Regions from separate parts of the Mus musculus genome. Here region 1 is linked to region 2. The links are chromatin contacts, called in public HiChIP or PLAC-seq maps. All regions are on one chromosome and are shown on one strand. The core of a region is the stretch at or near the end of the contact, and the rest is flanking DNA. Distances in the headings are between cores, read along the strand shown. Region 1 holds the start of Oscp1 (organic solute carrier partner 1). Region 2 has its middle 34 kb from the start of Gm32908.

Region 1 (6,338 bases), core at 3,659-6,158, 66 kb after region 2:
GAGAGGTCACACCCTCAACCCTAGTAAGGAAAACACTCCCCTCCTGCCTCTAGAGAGACAAAAGGAGCCTTACAGACTCCGCTGGGAGTTTTCTGTGGTCAAGAAAAAAAAACTGTAGAGCATGGTCACTGCCTGGGACATAGTGGGTGCTTAGTAAACAGTTTTTAAATGCATGGATAATAGCTCTGCCACTTCTACCTAAAGTCATGGTGACTTTGGGAAGCCTATTGGTCTGAGCCCATGTTTTTCAACATCTGTAGAGTGGGACTTCTGCCACAGAAGTGCAAGGATTACAAGAATTGATACTAGCAGTCAGTGTGGTACACAGCCCATCTCTAGGCTCTTAGCCGGTGTCTCTCATAACCTTTAGAACCGCTTCTTTCGAATCTTTCAGAGCAGCAATCTCACCATGGAGTGTCCTCAAGGACACTGTTAGGGAGTGACGCCTGACACATCTTGGCAGTCTTGCCCAGGGCCCGTATACCATTGTGTCATTGCTCAGCTGAGCATCACAGAGCTGCTAGAAATAGGAAATTGCTGGTGTTTTGGTCCCTGTGCCGAGAAGGCTGGTTTTGAACTCTCCATCCTTTCGCTTCAGCTGACTGAAGCTAAATTATAGGGTATGTGCCATCAGACCCAACCACTAGTGGGGTGGTTGTTGTTGTTGTTTCAATAAGTATGCAGTTGTGAAGACAGACTGATGTAGCCTTGAGTGCTTCCATGAGCTGGTTGAACATGCTCTTTTTGAAATTAGTTTTGGTCATTTGAGATGTAGAATCCCAGCTCCATTGCAGAGCCCCTCAGGGAGCAGGACCTGGAACAGAGGATAGGGTTCTCTTTCTTCCTACTCAAGCTGAGTCTCCTGAGTGCTGGAGAAGCTCAGTGGATGCATGCTACAGGGAGACTGAGATTTGGAGTCAGAGCAGGCCGTAGACGCAGATTTAAGGCGTGCCCTCAGGGTCCACAGTCTAAAGACCTGTGGCAGGCAAATAAGTTCTCTAAACCTGTTTTCCTGTCTGTAAACTGTGAACAATGACAATAGCTCCTGCAGAATTGTAGTAATGTTTACATCAGATTGTAGGGGCATTTCAATTAATTGATGAGATGACCATATTTTCATTAATGGGAAGAAATGCTAATACTTAAATACTGAAATTAGGAGTAAGTATAATGGCTTAAGCCTGTCATCCCAGCAAGCAGGAAGCTAAGACAGGAGAATTGCCATGTGTTTGAGGCCAGCCTGGGTTACAAAGTGAGTCCTTGTCTCAAAACAATGACTGATACTAATACAGCCTCTCCTATAGGACAAAGCCCACAAACGCCATCTGCTGATGAGCATCGACCGGAGGAAAAAGTTGCTCAAAATCCTCCGTCAGACCAACTATGATGTCTTCGAAAAGACATGCAAGGAGCTAGGGGTGGAATATACCTTACCCCCTCTGCATTTCCAAAAGGTTCACCGCCGCTTCCTGGCCAAGAAGGCTCTGTGCATTCGGGTACGAAGTCATACAGTTGGTTGCTTTGATCAGCCTCCCTGAACTGAGGTACAAAGAGTAGGAGAGAGAAGCAGTCTGCTTCTGACCAAGGCCTAGAACTGGCTCAGGTCACCAACACATGCAGAAAAAAATAGGGTTTCCACTGAGATAGTTCCCACCGACCTGCTCCAGATCCAAGGTCTTACATAAAATTACAAAGTCTTTTCTTACCCCCTTTCAACCACCAGGTTTACCAGGAGGTGCAAAAGCTGAAGAAGCAAAAAAGGGCCTTAAAAGCTGCTGCAGCTGCTGCCAAAAAAGAAAAAAATGAGGGGGTGCCAGAGAACCCTTCAAATGCCGTACCAGAGAAGACCCAAGTGAACTAATAAAGTCTGTTCCCGTGAAGAATGATGGAAGATGGCCTTCTTTTTAACCTGAGCAAGAGGAGTTTATTTTTAATTTTGCTCTGGGATCTTGGAGGCAGAGTCCCTGCCATCACCCCAGAGGACGCAGTCATAGAAACAAATACATGGTGTTTCAGAGTGGTAATGCCGGTGGCCGTAGCTGTCTACTGGACGGTCCTAAAGGATGAGGAGTTCACTGGCCAAGAGAAACGGCATTTAGGCAGAAGAACTGCAAGTTAAAAGGGAAAGAAATCTAAAGGCTGACAGGAACAGTGAGACTCAAACACTGTAACTTTGGAGTTAGGGCTTCAGTCTGTGAATGGGACTCAGGTATAAAAACATTCAGTTTGCCGGGCAGTGGTGGCGCACGCCTTTAATCCCAACACTTGGGAAGCAGAGGCAGGCGAATTTCTGAGTTCAAGGCCAGCCTGGTCTACAAAGTGAGTTCCAGGACAGCCAGGACTATACAGAGAAACCCTGTCTGGAAAAACAAAACAAAACAAAAAAACATTCAGCTTGCCAGCCAGTGGTGATGCACGCCTTTAAACCCAGCACTCAGGAAGCAGAGGCAGGCAGATCTCTTGAGTTTGAACCCAGCCTAGTATACAGAGTGAATTCCAGGACAACCAAGGTTACACAGAGAAACCCTGTCTTGAAAAACCAAAAAAAGAAAAAAAGAAGGGAATGCCACCAAGAGAAAGATGTGTTAATGTGCTACCTAAGAGCAGTTGAGAGATGAGGGATGAGGGCTGAACCAGCGCAGTTTGGGAGCTGTTGAGGTACCTGAGGCCCTGGGTGTGTGGTTGCCTATGGATACTGAGCCCTGGTGTTTGAATGACTAGTTCCAGTACTTGGGAGAGACATTATCATTTCAAGGCTATCTTGAGTTGCATGGCTACTTTGAGGCCAGTCTAGACTACATGAAACCCTTTCTCCAAAAGTTTAATCGCCAAGAGAAGATATGTAATAAAAAAAAAAAAAAAAAATGGGCCATGTGAGGATGGGAAAATTGAGATCATCTCTGAGATGGAGGAGGAGGTGAGTGGATAGAATCAGAAGTGAAGCTGGACTGTTTGGTTATCACCTCCAGGAACACTGAGGGAGGCCTTAATGAGATGGAGACCTGTGTAGAGGTCCTGTGCTACAGGACCAGGCACCAGCCTTGGGAGAGAACGCCACAGCAGTGGATCAGGCCTGCAGGGAAGGCACTCTTAAATGCAGCCATGGGCACTTCAATATTGCCTGATACTTAAATCCTTTATTCCTCAAGCCGGCTGCCTTTCTATTTTTTTGTAGGGGAGGAGGGGAAGGTAAGGGGGTTCCAGACTGTCCTGGAACTCTGTAGACCAGACTGGCCTTGAGTTTAAAAATCCACCTGCCTCTGCCTTCCAAGTGCTGAGATTAAAGGTTTTTGCGGCCACTGTCCTATTTTCTATTGAAAACAGGCTTACGAAACATAGACAACTTGTCCAATTTTGAAAGCTGACTAGTGTTCAAACCTAGCTCTCTCTGGTTTTGGATTTTTGTTTTTAAAGATTTATTCATTTATTATATGTAAGTACACTGTAGCTGTCTTCAGACACTCCAGAAGAGGGCGCCAGATCTCGTTACGGATGGGTGTGAGCTACCATGTGGTTGCTGGGAATTGAACTCAGGACCTTCGGAAGAGCAGTCAGTGATCTTAACCGCTGAGCCATCTCTCCAGCCTGATTTTTGTTGGTTTTAAAGACAGGGACCCAGTCCTGACTGTCCTAGAACTTGCTATGTAGACCAGGCTGGACTCTGCTTACAAAGTGCTGGGATCAAAGGCAAGTGCAGCCACACCTTGCTGCTCTGTCTTGACCCTATCCAGTCTGACAGTACACAGAGGCAAACTCTGAAAGGGACCGTGTTCTGCCAAAACTTGAGATAGTGTTGGAAGCTGGGCAGATAACAAAATGCATAAGGCCCACCAGAAGATAAAGATGTTTATTACAGGTGGGGCTGAGGTGTTAAGCTCATGTGCCGGGTCACAGCACTCCCAGAGCCTGAAGCAGGTGGATCTCCGAGTTTGAAGCCAGCCTGGTCTACAGAGCAAGTTCCAGGACAGCCAGGACAACACAGAGAAACCCTGTTTCAAAACAAAACAAAAAGGTTCAAGTTGTACTAGACAATTTTAAAAAGTTTGGCTCTTGGGAGGAAAGAAAAACGACTAGAAGGTGTGACGTGGAGGATGCCACAAGCAGGAAGGAAGACATTGAAGGAATGAGCTGTGTTTTGTAAGCGGCGCCTTTTGAAATTTAGTCCAACAGCATCAGAGCAGTGACACAGAGGAACGTAGGAATGCAGAAAGGGGAATTAAGGAATGCGAGGATTCTACAAGGAAAAGGAGGAAGTGGCTGATTATTAAAGGAGGTGGATGTAGGTTCCAAAGCTCAAGTCTCAAGATTGCTGTGGCTGGAGAGAGAAGTGCTTAGCAGAAACACTGATGACGAATCGTCTGAAAAGGTCCAGCCGTAGGTGAAGAAACGCGAGGGTGCTACTTAAGTTGCTAGGAGGGCCGGGCTGGGTTGCCTCACTGAGTAGTAAATCCGGCGTAACATCGCTTCCAGGAGGGGTTAGAAAGGAGACAAATGATATAACTAATCGAGATGAGGGATTATAATAACTCAGAATGCCTTCGTGGCGCTTGCCATGACCTCACTGGTTCCTCTGCACGTCCCTGGGAGATAGTTCACAAATCTGCCCGCAGCACAGCAGGCCATGGCGGACCGGGACGCTAGACGACTCTAGGCGAACGACTCCGAAGACGCTGGGGTTGATTTTCCTAGTTTCCGGTGCGATGGCTGGGCCACGGCAGATACGCGCGGCTGGCTGGAACGCTCCCGGCGACACCAAAGCTAAACTGGAAAACTCAAAACCAGCGCTCCCGGGAGGCCAAAGGTGCGCGCCTCCGTTTGAACCAATCCCCTGAAGCGATCTTTGTCACTTAACCCAATAAGCGCCGGTCTTCGGCCACCTCCTATCAATCCACCATGTGATTGGTTCGCCTTTCTGTTCCCGGCGTTGCCCCAGCAACCGGGCTATGGACGCGTAGGGGCCTCCAGGCTGCTAAATCACAAACCCTGGGGTTCTTCCTTCATCTACCCTGCGGGTTTCCGGCACTATGTCGGTTCGGACTCTGCCGCTGCTCTTTTTGAACTTGGGCGGGGAGATGCTTTACGTCCTAGACCAGCGACTGAGGGCCCAGAACATCCCCGGAGACAAGGCCCGCAAAGGTAAGTAACGCCCCCGCAGCCTTGATCTGTTCCCTTCCTCACCGCACTAAATGTCCCTATACAGAACCGCAGCCTAGCACCAGCCCCCCTCCAACCTCCGTCCTGATACCCAGGCCGACCGGCACCTGACCCCCTTCCCCTCATCCCAATAGCCAAACCGATGCCTCTGCGCACTTCTCTTTGACAGCCGGGTATCTTTCTCAAAAGACGCAGAGCCCATGCAGTTGGAAGCCCTCCGGAGTCAAATTAATTCTCCAAAAGAGCATTTCCCCACAGAGAAGCCTAATACATTGGACATACTTACAGTGCCTGAGCCCTCGATTTCCCAGTCTCTGGAAATCTGTCTATTTCCAAAAGTAGTTACAGTTGACAAGATACTTTTGGCAGGTATAACCATCCGTTAACCCCCACAAAACAGATGGGGACGCCCGCGTCTCTGTCCTCCTACGTAAGCAGAAGCCTGGTCATGCTCATTTCAGAAGCCATTTCTAGAAATGTAGGGCCCCAAAATAATATAGATAAGAACGAAAACATGCTTCTTGATTTTGCAAGTGTTGGAAGGGGTTGCAATTGTGAAAATACTTTTGGAAGGCTTATAAAATGCAAAATTATGCCATGTGTAGTGCAGAGAGAAACGACCACCCAAAACACGCTGCCAGTCTATCTTACTTCTCAGCAAACAACTTTGTTCACCAAATTTGCTGGGCTATTGTATTTGTAGGCAGAGGAGTAAACATTTATCTAAAGGACAACTGAACACTAATGAAAGCTCGATTTCCTCCCAACAGCTTATGTCCCCTCCATTGATGTTAAACAGGCACATTCAGATGGTGTGTCTGATTTTGTGTAAGTGCATACGTAAACAGACAAGAGAACCCTCTGGACCACTCCCTTCCATTCATTCCCAGCCTTGCTACCAGGGGCTTTACAAAATGCAAATATGTCTAGTGGGGCTTTATAAAATGCAAATATGTCTAGTATGTCTCTCCTCAAAATTGCCGACAACCTTCCACTCCTGTCTAAATGGAGACCAAGTCCTAGGCAGAACACGTTGGGGCCCTCCGATTAGGACACTGTCTTAGTCAGGGTTTCTATTCCTGCACAAACATCATGACCAAGAAGCAAGTTGGGGAGGAAAGGGTTTATTCGGCTTACACTTCCATGCTGCTGTTCATCACCAAAGGAAGTCAGGACTGGAACTC
Region 2 (6,255 bases), core at 3,619-6,118:
CCTGAACAGACGGTGGTGCCAGTGTGAGCCCCAGCTCCAGGGTGGGTAGCTGCAGAATGAGGGCTGAGTTGGAGCAGGGTTGGGGGTGGAAGCACAGGACATTGAAGCCCACTGTGGCTTCCTCACAGCCTGGTGGCATGGGGGAAGCCTGGTCAATGCAAAGGCACAGGGTCTCATCTCCCAAGGTGACCTTGACAGACACACTCCCCTCTTGCAGTGGTCACCTGGAAATTGAGGAGATTCACTGCAAGGGAGGATGAGAGTTAATTCAGAATAGTGAGGCAGGTGAGAGGGGCTGTCGGTCAAAACTGCCTCCTCAGCCTGACCTCAACCCTGAGCCGAGCCTAGCGATGGCTTTGGTAGCGTTAACCTCAGTGAGCCTCCTGGATCCCACCTACGCACCCAGCACACTCAGATTTCAGCACCAGAACCCTGCCTGACTTAGGAAGACGTCCAAGATAGTATTTTGATTTCAAAAGACCCTTAAGGAAGATAAACACAGGTTCTCAGTCCCCTCTTTTAGGACCCGCTCCTTTGGGAAGTGCTTTCAAATGTCTAACTCCACTCCACTTTCCTGTAATGTAGTTACATTTAAAAAAAAAAAAAAAGTTAACTTTGTGCATGCTGATGTATCTGAGTGTGGGTTTTTGCCCATGAGTGCAACATTCAAGAAGGCCAGAGAGTTTTGGATTCTCCTGGAGCCAGAGTTAAAGAGGCAGCTGAGAGCCACCTGATGTGAGTGCAGGGAACCAAACTCAGATCCTATGCGCCAGCAGTAGACAACGTGCTCTGAACCACTGAGCAGGTCTCCGCCCCTATAGTTCCTTGCTGTCATTGGTGCTCTGTAAAATTAAAGCACTAGCTGACAGTGCTGTCAATCAAGTTCTTGCCCCCCGAAGCACGATTCCCAGAACCCAACTGAAACAGCCAGCCAGGCACAGGGGTTCATGTTCGGACTCCCACGGCCAAGGAAAGCAGTTAGCCAGGAAAATTAGGCTGGTGGATGCTTTCAAGAGTGAAGGCTGATGCTGCCAAGCCTGCCTGATAAACCGAGTTCCATCTTCTGGATCCACATGGTGGAGGAAGAGTACCAACTATTACAAGCTATCTTCTTTCCTCCAGAGACCCTCAAAAAACAGGGTGATAGAGGAGAGGAAGGACAAGGGTGGGGGGGAACCCGGAGATGGGGACAGTGATCAGGATGTAAAGTGAATTAAAAAACTAAACCAAGGTGAGCAGGCACCTAAGACGTGACACCTAAGATCCACCTCTGCCTTCCACACCCATGGCAGCACAGACGTTCAAACACATGCACACACAAGCACACACATACACAACACTTGGTAGACCATAACTGTCATTTTCCAGAGCTCAAAAATCTTTCCCAATGTTCCTTTCATGGACAGAAAGGTCCCCAGGAAGTAAAAGGACACTGGAGTCTGGGGTTCAAGAACAATTTGTGTCAGTTCCTGGTTATGTGACCTTAAGCAACTTACCTAACTTCTCAAAGCCCCATCTCTCCAGAACTCATAACACAGCACTGCCTGCCTCTGGAGTCACTGTGTGGAAACAGAAGCCCTAGTTAAAATGAGATAATCCCCACAGATGCCAGGAGTGTCCGGACCTTCAGGACCACACAACAGCTCTGAGCATCCCCCACACCCCAGCTCCAGCATCCCTGCCAAAGGTTAGACTTTATCTGCCAGGAGCAGGAGAAGGATGATCTGGAGAGAGAGCAGAGTAATTGGTGGTAATCCCGCAGCCGCTCACAGCCTCACTCCCGCTGCGGGGACGCTGTGGCCTCATCATCCGTCATTAGCCAGAGCTCTTCTGGCCGCTCAATTGCAGAACATGATTTTAATAACCCTGGCAGGAGGGGACCAATTCTTCTTTTGTCACTTAACTCTGATTCTGTTAGAGAGAGACAAGGACGTGAAAGAGAGAAAGACGGGCTGACAGAGCGGCAGAGGCAGGTGTAGTAAAAGGGGTGTAGGTAGGGGCAGAGTTGGGAAGGCCAGGCACGGAGAAAGGAGAAGGCAGCAGGAAGAGGATTGGTGGAGCTTGGGAAAGGCAGGGCCAGGAAGAAGTAGGATGGGAACCAGAGGCCAAGATGGGCTCCAATCTCAGGGTGGAATGGGCACGGGTCCCGCTTTGGGTCCCACTTTATTTTTTCATACTGACCTTCCCTTGTAATGCACACATTCCCATCAGGTCAGCCCCAGTTGCCATCCGGGACTGTCATTTTTGACACAGGTGGACAATGTACCCCAAAAGCGTCTCAACCTTAAGATCGTTGGTCCCAGAGCAGCAATTTGTCCAGTATGTGATTCAGGCAGAGGCTAAGAACAAAGCTAGGTGTGTAGTTTTCCCGACCTTGGTAGTCACCCCACAAGATTTTACCCTGGCTTTGGCACACCACCTCCTGCCATGGGTCCCTATTTTGTAGGGTTCTTTGGTAGACAGGGGATCTGACTGCTGTATCCACCAACAGGCACAGTACATAGAAAGAGCTCGAGACTAAAGTGCCCAGGACACAGAGAACAGCCCAAGCAGCTAGCTGGGTGGTTTCTCAGGATAGCAAGCAGCTGAGACAAAAGGCATACTGTGAACTGGCCCTCAGTAAAGTCTCTCACACACAAACACACACACACACACACACACACACACGCGCACACACACACAAACACACACACACACACACACACACACACACACACACACACACACACACACACACACACACACACACACACGGAAAAGGATTCTCAATGACTACAGTTATTGGACCCACCCCAGACAGTAAGTAGACCAAGCCCCAAGCAAGAACAGAGCTAAGCCCTGCAAAACTGGGACTGCAGCGCCACCTGCTGGCCACCAGTGGAGAGCACCAAGAAACCGGCTTGGTAAGGAAGATGGGTCAACCCTCAAAAAGACCAGTTCGGAGGTCTCTCAAAGAAAGCATCAAATTAGGACTCAGGATGCTCTCTCTGCCTCAGGGGGCCAACGAGATCTCCTTCAAGTGACAAGTCACAGCAAAACAAAAATTATCTCCCTGCTTCAATTCAAGTCTCAGATGTTTTATGTAGATTTAGATAAGGAAGGGACCACCCAGTTCTTGACATAAGGGAGCCCCTATCTGACCAGACTCAGCGTTAGAGGCAGGATGGAAAATTGAGAGTGGTGTGAAGTGTGCATCTGGGATCAGGCAAACACAGATCTGCAGATGAGGGAGCCTGGGTGCTGATGGGCTGGCTATGCAGGAATGGGGACCTCATCATGACTGTCATGAACATAAGACTCTGCTCTCCCAAGGGCCAAACCCATGGCCGGATTTATATGACTATAAATATCATCATGTCTCTGTTTTCCCCATCTGTGCAATGGGTATGACAGATTGAGGGCTGTGCCTTGGGCTCAAGGCTTGTAGCCTACAGTGCTGTCCCTGGTTTTTGCTTGTTCATAGTCAGGAGGAAGCTAAGTTGCCCTGAGAACTTCTATAATTCCTCTTTCCCAGAAAGGACAAGCCAGCCCAGCAGTGAGCACAGATCCTGGGCTCAGAATGGAGGAGGCATGGGAAGTGTGTGTTATCCATCAGAGACAAGGCTTGAACATGGGTGGGAACATCTGACCAGCCTTGCCTGCCAAGGACCAGCCTCGGCTCGGTCGAGGTTCTGAGAGAAAGGGTGTCTGAGAGTGGCAAAAACAAGACTCAAAGTCAAATTGTGGGTCTAAGCCGGCAGCCTATGTTGTGCTAAGATGGCTTTCCAGGCTCTGTGTGTATGTGTGTGTGTGTGTGTGTGTGTGTGTGTCTGTCTGTCTGTCTGTCTGTCTGTCTGTCCTCAGTTCTGCTCTGCTCTTTTTCTTGTTATTCTAAAAGCTCTAACAGCTAGCTTTCTGTTCAAGACAGCTCTCTCTGCTAGTAAAAATTCTAAAAGCTCTCTGGATAGCTCATGAGTTTTCAGACCAATGTCAGAAAAGTGGCTATAAAAAAAATTCTTGCTCTTCTGACCAAGTCAGAAATCCTGTGTTAGAAAAATTCTAGAGTTAGTTCTTGGGTTTTCCAATTAAAATCAGAAAAATAAAAAATAAAAAATCCAACCTCTAAAGAGCTGTGTTCACTCTTCAGGTCGCCGTCTCTGGATTGCTCCTAGAAACATTCCAGAAGAGCTGTGCCTGCTCTCTAAGTAATTCTCAGGATTTCTGACCAAGAAATCCTGCTAGAAAAAAATTCTAAGCCGGGCAGTGGTGGCACACACCTTTAATTCCAGCACTTGGGAGGCAGAGGCAGGCAGATTTCTGAGTTTGAGGCCAGCCTGGTCTACAAAGTGAGTTCCAGGACAGCCAGGGCTGCACAGAGAAACCCTGTCTCGAAAAACAAAAAAACAAAATAAAACAAACAAACAAAAAAGAAAAAGAAAAAATTCTAAAAGAGTCATGTTTGCTCTCCATGGATTTTCTGACTAAAATCAGAAATCCTGTTAGAAAGTCTTGAAGAGCTGTGTTTAATCTCAAGAGCTCTCCAAACAGGTCAGCTCTCACTAGGGAAAAAAAAAAACTTTAAAAAATAACTGCTAGCTCATCTCCTGCAGACCAAAAGGCAAGGTTTTTTGTTTGGTTGGTTGGTTTTTTTGTTGTTGTTGTTGTTTTGGGTTTTTTTTTTTTTTTTGGTTTTTCAAGACAGGGTTTCTCTGTATAGCCCTGGCTGTCCTGGAACTCACTTTGTAGACCAGCTGGCCTCGAACTCAGAAATCCACCTGCCTCTGCCTCCCGAGTGCTGGGATTAAAGGTGTGTGCCACCACACCCGGCATCAGTCATTTATTTCAAGTTCCCTCTTGGCCATCCCCATGAATCAGCATTCCATGACCCTAAGAGAGCTGGGTGGGACTCCACCCTGGGGTTCTGCCCTGGCCAGAACCTAAGTTTGCACTGTCCTAGGCTGACCTTGAACTCAGGAATCTGCCTGCCTTTGTATCTGCCTGCCTTTGTATCTCTCTGACAAGCTGGCTCATAGTGCAGGTGCCTCTGTTCCTTTAGATCTGTGAAGCTTTATACAATTCATATTGCATCCTTATATTTTTGCATAGCCTTAAGGGCTGTCCTGAAGGTCCCAGTGTTTTACCATTGTGCTGAGACATTAGCCACACCTTCGCCTCCCAGACTCATTAATGTTAACAAGGAGGACAATCCTCAGGGGAAGACGAAAATATGTACATTATTATACAAACAAGCCTTATGCCCACACCTAATTTGTGTGCAGCACCAGGAGAAATGACCCAAGCCTTTAGGAGAAGCCCAGAGGTCATGAGTGCATCCCAGACATTAGATACTGAGTTTTTTACACAGCTGGAGTTTGGTTTTTGCTTTTGACTGTGACTGTGCCCTGGCTGGATATTTTAAAGGAACTGAAGTTTTAATGTGTTTGAATTTGTACAGACTATGAGAGTTTTTAAGTTATTTATGTTTTTAATGTGAGATCTTGGGGGTGAGTAAGAAAAGAAACATGTCATTCTGTCCCTACCAAGGCCATGCCAGGCTGGCACTAGCCTCTAGTCAGGAAGCTGAAGCTTATAGCTTCTGGATGAGTGAGTCCTGGCCTCTGGGAATGACCATGACCAAGGCACGTGAGGAAGGCTGTCCCAGGATTGCAAGTGCTGTCAGGAGCAGCCTGAAGCCAAGCACTTGGCCAGCTGTGACCTTTATCCTTAGACTCCCAATGCTAGCCAGACCTCACCATCACAGACTGGACCCGAGTGCCAAGGATAAGCCACCAGCTTCTTCCTTGAGACAGGCTCCACTAGGGTCTCCCCCTACACACTGCTTTGGAACTATGGCAGCTTAAAGGGGACATAAGGCATCCCACAGCCTGCTGACTCTTTCTCTGAGCTGGCCCTGTCCCTGCCTCTCCTTGTCAAACCTCTGAACCAAAGTACTCTACAGCAGGGGTGTTCCCTCGGAAAGTTCCCAGGGCAGGTGGCTAGGGAGGAGGCTCAGCTGATGAAGTACTTGCAATCATGACAACCTTAGTCCAACCCCTAGAAAGGACCTTAGTTCGAGCCTCAGAACCCACATATTAAAAAATAACTAGATAAATTGAATGGTTCTACTGATTCTGAAATATTAGTTTCTGTTACTGGAATATATTTGTTAACATTTTGTTTAAGCCCCGTCCCACAGTTACCTGGCAACACTGACTCCCTATAAAAGGGAGATGCTTGCCCCCTCCTCTCTCTCTCTTGCTCTCTTGCCTTCCTGCT

The links. HiChIP or PLAC-seq counts read pairs in DNA pulled down with a chosen protein or histone mark.
Region 1: a contact with region 2 is called in an H3K27ac HiChIP or PLAC-seq map of embryonic stem cells, with 6 read pairs. The contact joins the promoter of Oscp1 here to the enhancer-like site in region 2. A contact is called at or near these places in 1 of 15 datasets of contacts at CTCF or cohesin (embryonic stem cells), 7 of 484 Hi-C or Micro-C datasets (the HPC-7 cell line, embryonic stem cells, macrophages and 1 more) and 5 of 115 datasets of contacts at active chromatin or transcription factors (bone marrow-derived macrophages and embryonic stem cells).

Annotation. Positions count from the first base shown.
Region 1 is chr4:126,053,657-126,059,994 of GRCm38.p6, forward strand. Oscp1 (organic solute carrier partner 1) reads left to right here and starts at 4,909. Exons shown (of 10, transcript NM_172701.3): 1 at 4,909-5,136. The coding sequence starts at 5,025. Mrps15 (mitochondrial ribosomal protein S15) reads left to right here. Exons shown (of 8, transcript NM_025544.2): 7 at 1,305-1,496; 8 at 1,724-1,880. The coding sequence ends at 1,861.
Region 2 is chr4:125,987,488-125,993,742 of GRCm38.p6, forward strand. No RefSeq gene overlaps it. Among named protein-coding and RNA genes, the nearest start is that of Gm32908, 34 kb to the right of the region's middle. Within about 2 kb of position 4,869, at least 9 of the 459 cell types and tissues checked have an H3K27ac peak or open chromatin away from gene starts, as enhancers often do. A contact at or near this core is called in embryonic stem cells, where this site is marked.